Linked DNA regions of Zea mays: region 1 is linked to region 2. Evidence: chromatin contacts called from public Hi-C data. All regions are on one chromosome and are shown on one strand. Each heading gives the region's core, a stretch centred on a gene start, on an enhancer-like site or on the middle of the called end of the contact. The rest is flanking DNA. Distances are from core to core; before and after follow the strand shown. Region 1 holds the start of LOC100191386. Region 2 holds the start of LOC100273111.

Region 1 (6,702 bases), core at 1,794-4,293, 140 kb after region 2:
ATGAATGCTTCCTTTAGCATGCATGTTTGTGCTGAGTTATTCAGTCATAATACACTCGTTTCTTGATGTTTTTCTCTTCCTGCCTAACTGTTTCAATGCCCTGAACAATCCTTGTCTGATATCAATGGGCTGCATGATTGCAGGGAATACAGAGAACATGTGAAAGATCTTTCTTGCGTGTCAAAAGATTTCGGCAGGATTGTCATTGTCGACAACAATCCGTTCAGTTTCATTCTTCAGCCTTTGAATGGAATACCTTGTGTTCCATTTTCAGCTGGACAACATTCTGATGACCAGGTAAATGACGTTGAGCACAAGTCATTCTGTGGGCCTGAACTTGTACCCTCAAAAATTGCACTGATGTTTTCTTGATTAAACGTTTCAGCTCATGATGGTTATATTTCCACTCCTGAAGCATCTTTCTCTCCAGAAAGATGTCAGACCTGTATTGCATGAAAGGTTTCATATGCCAGAATGGTTCCAAAAGCATGGGATCCCCCAAACTAATCAGTCTGTGTAAGTTTTGCTGCCCTTGTTTTGATGAAGGCTGTGCCTATTATGCTATAAGCCCCTTAAGGGAGAGCACTTGTATATTATTATCAATATTCATTTAGGGTTCTTGATAAAACCGAGTCACTGTTTATATGGAGTTGTCACATCCAAAGATACGGAAATTGTAATCTAGCATAATGTCAGATTTGTATCTGTGTAGTGGAGCATTTTATATCAATTAGTAACTGTTGTATATCACCATCTGCTGTAAAACTCGATTGTTGACAGTTAAGATAGTCTAATGAATAGTTCGTGGCCCATCAATGTCAAGTTTAAACCTTGAGGACTAATGTCCTGCCTTACCGGTAAAATGGCGCAATTAATGTAACCATCCGGTAGGTAATCATTAATATTAGCAGTAAGCACACTTATCAGCACAGATAACATGTTTGAATCTTACTCGCCAATCGCAACAACCTTAAGTCAGTGACTTTTGTTATTTTATCTGAAACATTGTCGCCCATTCGCCGAATAAGTTACTGGAACATGGAGCCTTTTATCTGAGTTTCTGGACATCGAATTCGTTGGAGCTTCTTATCTGGCTTATAATCTGGGATGCCTTATCAAACTTGTACGCTCTCTCATAAACGCCTGCAGCCACAAGATAAAGCTCCCTCTTGTCGATGCTTGGGTCATGGCTTAGCTCGCCAACCAGCACTTCGAGCGCCTTGAAGTCCTTCTGAGCGCCAAGGAGGCTAATCATCTGAAAGTGCACCCGGTCTGAGAACACACAACCTGCCTCCCTCATTGCCTGGTACAGCGCCGCGGCCTTGTCGAACTCCTTCAGCTTGCCATAAGCATTCATCGCGGTGGCAATGATCTCTGAGTCTGGCAACTGGCCCAACTTCCTCATTTCATCGAACACCTCGATCACATTACGGTGCCTCCGGTTCTTCGCGTACAAGTCCATCATTGCTCTGTGCACCGATGAGTCCTTGATCTCACCGGTGTTGACCGCACGACGGAACAGCCATGCGGCCTCTTCCAGACGACCGGCACTGGCCAAGATTTTAATGGCTGTCTCCTTGGGGATGCCCTCCGGGTCTTTCAGATCGCGCAACAAACGCTTGGCCTGTGAGACAAGCCCGGCACGCTCATAGGCCACTACCATTGTCTGGTACAGCACTGGGTCGATCTCCGTGCCAGCTTCCCTCAGCTTCTCAAACAGCCTGGCAGCGCGGTCGAGCTTCCCGGCCTTCACCCATATGGACAAGATAGTGGAGTAAGTGATGGCATCAGGCTGGACGCCAATGGCCTGCATCTCCTGCACCAACCTTCCAGCTTTCTCGTCCTCCAGCGACTTGCCGTAGATGGTAATCATGGTGTTGTACGTCACCACATTCGGTTTGACGCTGCTACCAGCGCCACCGTTGCCATCTGAAGTGCTGCGCATGAGGTCAAACAGGTGAACTGCCTCGCCGAACAGCCCTGCATCGCCGTACACACGGAGCATGGTGTTGTAGGTCACCACGCTTGGCGGCACGCCTGCCCGGCGCATGGACCAGAACAGCCGGTCCGCCTCGCGCGCGAGGTCCAGCTGCCCGTACGCGTTGAGGATGATGTTGAACACCGAGATGTCCGGCTTGACGCGCGCCACGGCGCGCATGTGCGAGAACAGCGACACGGCCGCGAGGTGCCGCCCCCTTCGCGCCAGCGCCGCGAGGATGGGGGAGTATGTCTCCGCGTCGGGCGCGACGCCGTCGGCCGGCATGTCGTGGAGCAGCATCCGCTTGGCGTCGCGGAGAAGGTCGGACTTGCAGTAGGCGGCGACGGCCGCGTTGTATGCCTTGAGGTCGGGCCTGATCCCCGCGGCACGCAGCCGGGAGAACAGCGCCAGCGCCTTGGGCGCGTCGCCACCGCGGAGGGCGAGGTGAATGAGGTTGGAGAAGAGGATCAGGTCCGGAGCCACGGCGTCATCCTCCATGAGCGGCAGGAAGGTGAGCGCGTGGTCGAGGTGGCCCGCACGGGTGAGCGCGGCGAGGAGGGTGGAGTACGAGAACGCGTCGGGGGTCACGCCCCTCTCCCGCATCTCGAGGAGGAGGCCGGAGGCGAGGCGGAGCTCGCCAGCGCGGCAAGCAGAGCGGAGCAGTAGGTTATATGGGATGAGGAGCGTGGGGGCGGGGAGGTCCGGCGCGAGGAGGTCGAGCAGCGCGACGCCGCGGCGGGGGTCGGGGAGGCGGGAGAGGAGCGCACCGAGGAGGCGCGCGGAGACGGGTCGGTGCGTGGCGAGCACGGCTGCCAGGTCGGGAGCCGTCCGCGCGGCCGAGAGCGCGGTGACGAGGGCCGGGACGTCGATCGTACGGTCATCGTGCTGCCGTTGTTGGAGCTCGGCGGCGGACTTGTGGCGCTGGTGGAGGGGGTGAGAAGAGGGGAGGTTGGGGTTCAGCCAGACGGATTTCGCGGCGGGGAGCCTGCGGTGAGAAGGTGATGGGAGCGCCGCGGCAGCGGCCGGGGCTGTAGTGGGCGGCATTGGGTGTCGGCGTGTGGCCGCGTGGGAGGGAATGAGAGATGGATAGGAGATTTTTGCCATTGGTGGTATAGATGGTCATATGTAGGGATGGAAACGGTCGGTAAACACTAAAACCGTTACCGTTTTTATATTTTTTATCGAAAATAAAATCGAAAACGGTAACTCCAAAAACGGAAACGATATCAGTATTTCAGAAACATCGGAAACAAAAGTTTATTGCAGAAAATACACCGATAACAGTCGAAATCTAAAATACGATTGGTAAACATATTAAACTTCATAATTCAACAAAGTTGACAAAAGATCACAAAGACCACAAGTTCACAATTCATGATATAACAAGTTTTCACAATATAACAAGTTCACAAGGATCACAAATTTATAATATAAAAAGTTTACAAAGATCACAAGTTCACAATATAACAAGTTCATAAAGATCACAAGTTCACAGACTCAAAGTTCACAATTCACAATATCCACTCGATCTAGCTGACATGGCATACTTACTTATAAAATATTTTTTTCCTCACATAAAGAGTTTTTCACAACCTCACAGGAAAACCCTAAAACCTAGTGTGTAGAAAAGACCAAATCGTTAATCTGAATTGCCTTCCAACACCATCTATCCCAAAAAAAGATTAAGGCGTCCAAAAAATACAAAATAAGTAATCCTTGTCTAAAGACGTACAGGCGATACGAAAAATCACATGCTGGAAATTTCCAAAAAAAAATCCGAGACACAATTTCGGAAAATTCCGAGACACAAATCCGGTAATTTCCGACAAAAACCGATAACCGAAGGAAACAATCGGTAAAACACCACACCGATTCTGATAGAAAATTCTGAAAACCGATTCTGTTTTCGAAAAATACTGTTACTGATGAATCCGATCGAAAAATTTCGAAATCAGTTTCTGGAATACCGAAAAATTCCGAAACCGTTTTCATCCCTAGTTATATGGCACTAACACGGTGGGCCGAACCGTGCACGCCACTAAAAAGCACGGCTCGGCCCGGTCCATGTAGTGTCGAGCCCGGTCCGTACACAGTGTCGTGCCTGGGCGTGTCTGGGCCACCAGCTCGGCCCATAGTATCGACCCAGTCCCAACACGGTTAACTGGGCTAGCACGGCAGTGGCACGGCGCAGGTGCTAGGCCCAGCCAGCCAAGCGCCATATGCCCCCATATCCCAAAGTCGCACCCGTGCGCTAAACTAAACCCTAAACGCCTCGTTTGTCCGTGGACAACTCTTCCTCTCGCATCGCGAAGCCGCGAACTCCTCCCTCGGTCCCTCCGCCTCCGCTCAGATCTGTCCTCTCTCCGCTCCGGTCTACCTCTCCTCTCTCTCGTCTTCGCCTCCGCTTAGATCTATCGTCGGAGATCCTCTCCCCCGCCCCATCCTCAAGACCTCAACGGATTTGCGTGTTTGTGGAACCGGGTAACTCCTATCCGTAACCCTAGCTCTGGTCTCCCTCTCCTCACTCTCCTATCTTCTTCTCCCCCTCCGGTGTCATCTACACCAACTGGTGGCCACTGGCCGGCACTGGCACACGGCACAACATCATCCTCGTCTATCTCGTCGTCTCCCTCGAGCTCATACGCCGTCGGCTGCTACGGTGCTCCGGATTCAAACTCGTCGAGGAATCGGGTGGTCGGACCGGTTGTTCGTCGACGGTCGACCGGTCGACGCCGCCTGCGGAGATCCCGGTGCTCCGGCTTATTTGGTAACCCTAACCCTAACCTCTTTGATTATGTAACCCTAACCCTAATCTTGTATTCCTGTTGTAGTAAGAGTCTAAGCCTGTTGAATACTTCACTGACAAAAAGGCTAAGCTTGTTGAGACTCTTACTTCTTCTTGGACCCTAGAGCTAAAATGAAAGGTTTCAGTAGAGTGCTTAGAAGGTTGATGAACCTGACTAGTACAGATTATGCTGCTTATGAGGTTACCGCTAGAGCTAGGCTTACTGATGTTTATAATAAGTATGAAGAGAAATATGGATCTGTTAGATTGACAAGGGTTGTCCCTCCTAACTTGTCTGGTAAGAAAAGGTCTGCTTGGGATGAAATTTATGATGATGCTGATGATGTGGGTGATTATGTTGGTATGCATTCTTTTGCTTCTACTCTAAACATTGCTAGAGATACCTCTGAACTACTCTGTTGCATGCTGCAAACTCTTCAGCTTCTAATGCTTCTGAACTCGTTTCTTACTTAGATTGTGACACTGTAAACCAGTTAACTAATGATTTCAACATCTTGCACTGGTGGCATCAGCACAAACTCACTTATCCAGTACTGTCAATTATGGTTAAAGATATTTTAATTGTTCCTGTGTCTACCATCTCTTTAGAATCCACTTTTAGTTTAACTGGCAGGATCATCGACGAGCGGAGGAGGAGGTTGAAGTCTGATGTGGTTGAGATGTTGACATGCATTAAAAATTGGGAGGATGCTGAAGCAAGGATGCAACACATGGTGGATGACAAAGAGCTTGAAGAAACATTTGAAAATGTTTATCTTGATTAGTCTCTTTGTGACCATTTGTGCAATGGGACTGTAATATTATGCACCTGAACTTTGTTTATTGTAAGGACAGTGAACTTTTTAATGAGTTGGGTTGTACTCTTTTTTCCTGTCTAAGGTTTCTCACAAGGGTGAGTTTTACCTAGACAGGTTTTTAACGAGGCAGCCATTGCACTACAGCTCATAATAAAAATGTTTTAATAAACATAGCAGTTTGAAGTTGTATTTCTTATCTGTTTGATGCTAGAAAGTGTGTTTTCAGACTTAGTGCTCGTGCTGGCACTAGCACTAACATGCCACCATGTCTGGTGGCACGGCATGGTTGGCCTTGGCACTGATAGTGTCGTGCCTATGCCGGTGGTCCAGCATACAGGCACTAACAGGCACGACACGAATCTTTTGCCATGCCTAGATGTGCCTGGTCGTGCTAGTGTCAGGGTCGTGTCGTGCAGCCAGGTTGGCTATCTATAATTGGTGGTGACATCACGCCAGGAAATTACGAAAGGCGCCAGTCAGAGCAAGGCGACGGCATCCGACCAGTGTGCGCTGTCCATTGGTCCATTGAACTTGCATCGGCCGACCGGTTGGCGGTAATCGCAAACTCACACGGCGCATTGTCACATTTGAACCATTTTATTTTATAAACTAGGTGTCGGCGTTTCGAGACAGGGGGGGTCCCTAAGCCGACGAGTGAGTGTGCTGCGTGCCCCAGCCCAGATGGGTCGAGCGCGTGGGCGAGCGCGAAGGGGGGAGAGGCGAGGAGGCCGGAGTCGAGCGTGAGAGAGGTGGAAGTCCCGCGGCCTTCGTGTTCGTCCCGCGCCCAGGTCAGGTGCGCTTGCAGTAGGGGGGTTACAAGCGTCCACGCGGGTGAGGGAAGCGAGCGGCCCCAAGAGAGCGCCTGTCCCGTCCTCGGTCCCGCGCAGCCAACCTTCTCTAAGAAGGCCCTGGTCCTCCCTTTTATAGTCGTAAGGAGAGGATCCAGGTGTACAATGGGGGGTGTAGCAGAGTGCTACGTGTCTAGCGAAGGGAGAGCTAGCGCCCTAGGTACATGCCAATGTGGCAGCCGGAGAGATCTGGGCACCCTGCTGGTGTGATGTCGTGGCTGTCGGAGGTGCGGCGGAGCCTGGCGGAGGGACAGCTGTTGGAGCGGTCGAGTC
Region 2 (6,520 bases), core at 627-3,126:
TTTTTCACCCTAAGCTTGACCGACTCGTCTTATTAAAAAATCATAATTATTGTTAATTTTTGCTATGATAGTGTTTAGTATATAATATATTTTAAATGTGGCTTCAATTTTTTTTATTTTTTCGCAAAAAAATGAATATGACAAACCGATCAAACTCTTCAACATAGATAAATTTTGACGAGTTTTGTATTAACAGTTCGTAACTGCGATGAACAAGGACACATTTTTTTCGGTAGAAAGTCCAGTCGAGGGTGCCCGATAATTCCTGCGTTCAAATTAATACAAAATCGATTTGACTCAAATTTAACATTTTTTATCGCTCTGATCGATATTAGATAACGTGAGTTGTCTTAATTTAAGAATTCTCTGCTGCTTTGTTCAAGACGAAGGGAAGAAAAAAAATACTAAAACCTAGTCCTATATGAAATTCTCTACAACTATTATTTAGGACCCACACCCGCTTAAATATTTTGACTACGATTTTCCAAAACAGCCGAATCCACTGCCTTTAAGCCTATTAGGTCGACTAGAGTTGGAAGTTTAATTAAGCAAATTGTCGAACAAAAACCTTGCTTAAAATAACCTATCTAATAATCCTAACAACATATCCTATACTAGAGCACACACACCACACAGTTAAAAATGTGATAATGGTTTACAAACCTTGATCAAGCAAGTCTAACTCATTCTAAGATAATTTAGCATACATACACCACTCCCTAGTAGGATAGAATTCAAGAACATAAACTTCTAGTGTTTTCAAGCACATTCATAATCCACATCAAATGACAAACAACTCATGAATTAAATTCAAGTTACGAGTGATTAATAATATTTGTATAAACATGTTTAACACCATGTTACACTACCCGCCGTCCCCGTACAATGGCGAAAAAAATGCGTGACGGTAAAGGTGGCTGGGCGACTGCCCAATCTGGCCTTCGGCACGTGCGAGAGCACTGGCCACCGGGAACCGAGGGCAACAACGATGGCCGTGGCCACCACCAGTGGCCTCCACCGAGTTGGCAAGATCCGGCAGGCATCAGGACGAAGGACAACCGCGCGAGGCTGGCGCGCGTAGTTTTGAATAAAAAACACACACATACAAGAAAACGGATCTCATCGCAGGTCGCAGCCACTCTCGGTTGCACTGACACCAACGCTATTCTAATCATATACGTACTGATGTGGCCGTTCCATCGGCTTTGGCCTTTGCTCTCGGCTCCACTCGACTACTCTCTCTCAGTCAAGTCTCGCTCCTCCCCATGCATGGGCCTATCCACCTGTGGGAGTAAAAGAATGGCAGGCAGGTAGGCAGAGGCAGGCAAAAAAAAACTGCAAAAGACCAGCAGCGTTTCACAGGCTACTGCACCATCAACTGATAAAAGCTGTAAAAAACGGCCGAGCGAAGCCTTTCCAGGCCTTTTTCCACCGTTGGGGGCGTTTAATGACGGAGTCACCAAGGTGTAAATGCCCCCCATTTAACACGGGCATTTAACGGGATCAAGTTGGAACGGTAGGGGCGCTGCCGCTGGGTACTTCCGTACTACCCGCTATCGGTTGCCTAACACACGGTGCCGCAGCAATCGCCGCGAAGAAAGATCAGCGTCCGTCCATGACGTGTGGGCCACCAGCCGGTTGGCCAGCGGCGGGACCGCGGGGCTGCAGGCTGCTGCTGCCTACAGGCCACAGGCCATGAGCCAACGCCAACGTCTCCTACTCGTACTCTACCAGTCGTCGCAACGCAACCGGCTAACGTCTTCTGCCGCGACTGGTCTGCGGCCGCGTGGCGGGCCCCAGCTGTCATGCTCCCCTCGGCGGGGCCGCCCCGCTGCCAATATAAGAGGCGAACAGGGACAGCGCCTTTCGGCTGGCACCGGGAGCGTGCGTGACCGTCACGAGGAAGGAGATCGGGAGCGCAGCCGCAAGCCGGCAAGCGGAAGGGAACGGCTCGTCGCCGGCGGGGCCACGTACCCAGGCCGGGGTCACCGTCCGGGCGGCTGGGGTGGGCGAATCGATTCTGCGTGCGCGGCTGGGTCGAGGTCGAGATAGCCTTTGGACGGGGTGAGGAAAGCGAGAGATAAAAGGTTGGGCCGCTTGCTTGCCCTTCCACTTCTATCTATCCCCACCTCCTTCTCCCTTTCCGCCCCCGGTTTATTTTTTCTTCGTCCTGGATGCGTCGGTCGCGTGTTTGATCTGACTAAGCCGCGGAGGAGGGTGCTAGATGTCCGTGCGGTGGGCGGTGGCTCCCGAGGGCGACCGGAGTTAGGTCCTTGCCGCCTTCAGTGCGGTGGGGAAGGTGAGGGGCTCAGGGCTTTTCGGTGGGTGCTTGACTCGCTTCGACGTGAAAGCTTGCCTTTCTCGCGGTAAATTCGGATCTTTTGGGGTTTCGCGCGCCCTGCTGTTCGTGTTCGGTTCCTCTCGGTACGGTTGGCTTTGCCTGAGGTTTTGTTCTGGGGGTCCGGGTTTCTGGCTGGTTTTGCGCAGCGACTGTGGAAGAGGTGCCAGGCTCAGTCTTCCCGTTTGTGTCTCGGCCTTCCGGTGAGTCGTTCCCTGCTGAACGCTTACTTGATCGAGTGCCCAAGGATAGAAGTTGCCACACGAAGCTTGGTTTCTGTGCCAACGCCCCTTTCTTCTTCTGTGAAGAAATTGCCGTTTACGGCGAAGACTTGTGCGCTGGCTCAGTTTCACCTAGTTCGTGCTTATTTTTACTCGATCCACTCCAATCTTTGGTATGCTTGTAATCCTGCTAATTCGTGGTGAAGACGGGATTTTCTTTTCTTTTTTTCTGTACGACATTTGAGCAGTGGGAACTGGGGAGCTATTCTTGTTGTCGATTTGTGATAGAAGTCCGTAGAACCTCTCTTGTTTTTTAGAACTTTTACTCTTGGATGCATGAATTATGAGAGAGTACTGCTGACCTTTTTTTCGTGTTTAACATCATGTTTTAGTTGCTGATGCAAATACTAGATTCTGATGGTCAAATATTTGGGTACCGCCTTTTTTTAGTGGGGACATTCTGGCACACCTCTGATCTGTTCTTGTACTTGCAATCTTTCAGCGAGACATTGAAGGCGCAGAACCCAAAGAATGGGTAAGAGAGGAAAGTGGTTTAGTGCGGTGAAGAAAGTCTTCAGCTCCTCCGATCCAGATGGAAAGGAAGCCAAGGTACGTCGAAATTCCTTATTCACAACAAAAAAAAAAGTCCACTTGGTGACATGTGGCTACTATGAAGGCCCAGAAGGCAGACAAATCGAAATCCAAGAGGAGATGGCCATTTGGAAAGTCCAAGCACTCGGAGCCTTCCATATCGACGGTGCCAGGCACTGCTCCAGCAGTAGCTCCGTTGCCATCACCACCAGCAACTCAGCCCCACTCTCTGGAGATCAAAGATGTCAATCCAGTTGAAACAGACAGTGAGCAGAACAAGCATGCCTACTCCGTTGCGCTTGCGTCTGCTGTCGCTGCTGAAGCTGCAGCAGTTGCTGCCCAGGCTGCTGCGGAAGTTGTCCGCCTCACAGCAGTTACCACGGCTGCACCAAAGATGCCTGTTAGTTCGAGGGAAGAACTTGCCGCCACCAAGATTCAGACTGCCTTCAGGGGTTATCTGGTAATTCATCTGCACTTGTAGGTCATTTACTACTCACATCTGTTATCTTGTTGATGTCGTGCACTACAGCCCTATAGTAAGAAAATTCAGATCCTCTGACTGCTGTTTGTCACTGTCTTGAACTTGTTAGCACCTGAGACCATGCACGCAATGACGCAAGCTTCCTTTTGGTTAATATTTTGTAAGACATCTGATTTGGTTGGTAAAGCGTTGCTGTCTAATTCATCATTGTGTATCTCTATAATCTGTTCGTTTTAGAATACAGTCAAGATTGCACTTGCTTGTCGTTTTCAAACTTATATTTGTCTGATATTTCAAATATTGTGCCACTTAAAAGAGATGGTGATGCTAATGTTATATCTAAAAAACACTGAACATGATCTATTGAGAATACTTCCACTGATTGGATTCACTGACCTATATTTATATATATGCATATTTCTATGCGATATTAATTGCTTGCTAAATCTGCAAAAAACGAATTTTAATTTTTTTAGGCAAGGAGAGCATTGCGTGCACTAAGAGGGCTAGTTAGATTGAAGTCGCTTGTTGATGGAAATGCTGTCAAACGCCAAACCGCTCACACCTTGCAATGCACACAAGCAATGACAAGAGTTCAAACTCAAATCTACTCTAGAAGGGTGAAGTTGGAGGAGGAGAAACAGGCTCTTCAAAGACAACTCCAATTGAAACATCAAAGGGAACTTGAGAAAATGAAGGTGAGCACACCATTTTGATGCAAGCAAGAGTCTAAGCTACATGATATCTAGGGAAAATTAATGTTTTTCTATCACTACTAAGCTACATTGATATCTAAGGAATATATGTTTTATATCATGATTTAAAATATAATAATGTTGCACCCAAGTAGTTTTTTTTTTGGGTACTGATGTTGCAACTATAGAATAGGACGGTCCTGACATAAGAGATTTCTTACACTTATTTTTCTTATCAGATTGATGAAGATTGGGATCACAGCCATCAATCCAAAGAGCAAATTGAGGCCAACCTAATGATGAAACAGGAAGCTGCACTGAGGCGAGAGAGAGCACTTGCATATGCATTTTCTCACCAGGCAAGCTGTCCCTTCTGTTTCTGTGGAGTTCATATATTATTTTTCTTGGTCCCAACTTCTGTTGTTACATCGAATTATTCTGCTATACATGTATCTCTGTTTCATTCTTTCGCCATTCTTTTCCCCCCTCACGCAGTGGAGGAATTCTGGTCGAACTATAACCCCTACTTTTACGGAACCTGGGAACCCCAACTGGGGCTGGAGCTGGATGGAGCGCTGGATGACAGCAAGACCATGGGAGAGTCGGTTGGCGGCGGCATCGGACAAGGACCCTAAAGAACGTGCTGTGACAAAGAATGCGAGCACCAGTGCTGTTCGAGTACCTGTATCCCGTGCCATCTCGATTCAGAGACCAGCAACACCAAACAAGTCGAGCCGCCCACCAAGCCGGCAGTCACTTTCAACCCCGCCATCGAAGACCCCGTCAGCCTCAGGAAAGGCCAGGCCGGCAAGTCCAAGGAACAGTTGGCTGTACAAGGAGGATGACCTGAGGAGCATCACGAGCATCCGCTCCGAGCGCCCAAGGAGGCAGAGCACGGGTGGAGGCTCGGTCCGGGACGATACCAGCCTGACCAGCACACCACCTCTCCCCAGCTACATGCAGTCGACCGAGTCTGCACGGGCCAAGTCTCGGTACCGCAGTCTACTACTGACTGAGAAGCTTGAGGTTCCTGAGAGAGCGCCTCTGGCCCACTCCGTTGTCAAGAAGCGCCTGTCGTTCCCCGTCGTCGAGAAGCCAAGCGTTGTGCCGACAGAGAAGCCCAGGGAAAGAGTGAGGCGCCATTCCGACCCTCCGAAGGTCGATCCTGCGACGCTCAAGGATGCCCCTGCTGCCTGACCAGTGACCAGGCCTTATGTGATTGTTAGGTTTCGTGCTCTTTTAACACCGTGATGTATTATCTGAGTTAGGTTGCTTTGTTCGTGTCATCGTATGATCTGTCCGGGTTGATTTTGAGACAGTTCTAACTGTGTTTACAGACAATGCGTGATGCTAAATGTATGTGTGGTTGGTTGGCTTTAAATGTACTGATATGATAGTATTTGATTTTAACTTTGCTAAGGACTTGAGGTGCAATGTGAATAGATTTCAGGGTGCGGGAACAAAGTTTTTCTACAGTATTGACTCAACAGACGTATTAAGCAATATTGTAGTATTATATACTTTGAGGTATTTAGAAACTCATCTAAAATCTCTATATACTAAACTGTAGTATTGTTAATACTGCACTTGTTTTGCAGTTTTGGAAACTTTGGTCTCAACCAAAGTTTTTCTCTGTAAAAAGAGCGACGCTTGGTCCCGTTCTGACCGATTAGTCTGAACTAAAGTTTTTCCAAATATTCTGATGTATTGGATATTGTAGTATTCCAAAACTAAAGTAATGTGAACTGCAGTAATGCTATGACTAAAGTATACTATATTATTTGAAAAACTACAGTTTTAAAAAACTGTGTTTCCAATCAGAGCCTCACTGTATGTCCCGACCAATAACGAAGGCGTGTTCCATTTGCTCCACCACTAGTGACCGAGGCCTGATTGCCCTAGCCTAGCAGCACCAAGAGGTCCACTCATAGTGCCTTGTCCAGCAGTAGACCCGGATGGATGGCCCAGATGTTCACTTTAATCAGTGGATGCATTGGCCATTGGTCAGCGCTTGCAGGCCACAGGACCCCAGCCCACACCCCCGCACCCCCAGCTTGCTACTAATAGAGTTTCCCCCCGAGTTCACAGTTTCAGACTGGTTTTGCTCGTCCTGTTGCTCCGCAAGTGTTCCCAGAGACAGGCCTCAGAACTTCACTTGTGCAGTTGTGCTCGCAGAGACAGGCTCTGAAGTAGG

The links. Hi-C and Micro-C count contacts between places; a contact is called where the count stands out from the background.
Region 1: a Hi-C map of endosperm shows a contact between it and region 2, with 2.6 times the contacts expected there. The contact joins the promoter of LOC100191386 here to the promoter of LOC100273111 in region 2. A contact is called at or near these places in 2 of 25 Hi-C or Micro-C datasets (endosperm and tassel).

Annotation. Positions count from the first base shown.
Region 1 is chr3:187,822,482-187,829,183 of Zm-B73-REFERENCE-NAM-5.0, forward strand. It overlaps LOC100191386, which reads right to left and starts at 3,044. Exons shown (of 1, transcript NM_001136820.2): 1 at 775-3,044. The coding sequence starts at 3,022. The coding sequence ends at 1,049. It overlaps LOC100216776, which reads left to right. Exons shown (of 7, transcript NM_001143175.1): 5 at 144-297; 6 at 386-516; 7 at 5,386-5,721. The coding sequence ends at 5,548.
Region 2 is chr3:187,684,138-187,690,657 of Zm-B73-REFERENCE-NAM-5.0, forward strand. LOC100273111 reads left to right here and starts at 1,877. Exons shown (of 6, transcript NM_001147560.1): 1 at 1,877-2,087; 2 at 3,062-3,168; 3 at 3,236-3,610; 4 at 4,108-4,329; 5 at 4,566-4,685; 6 at 4,822-5,703. The coding sequence starts at 3,091. The coding sequence ends at 5,523.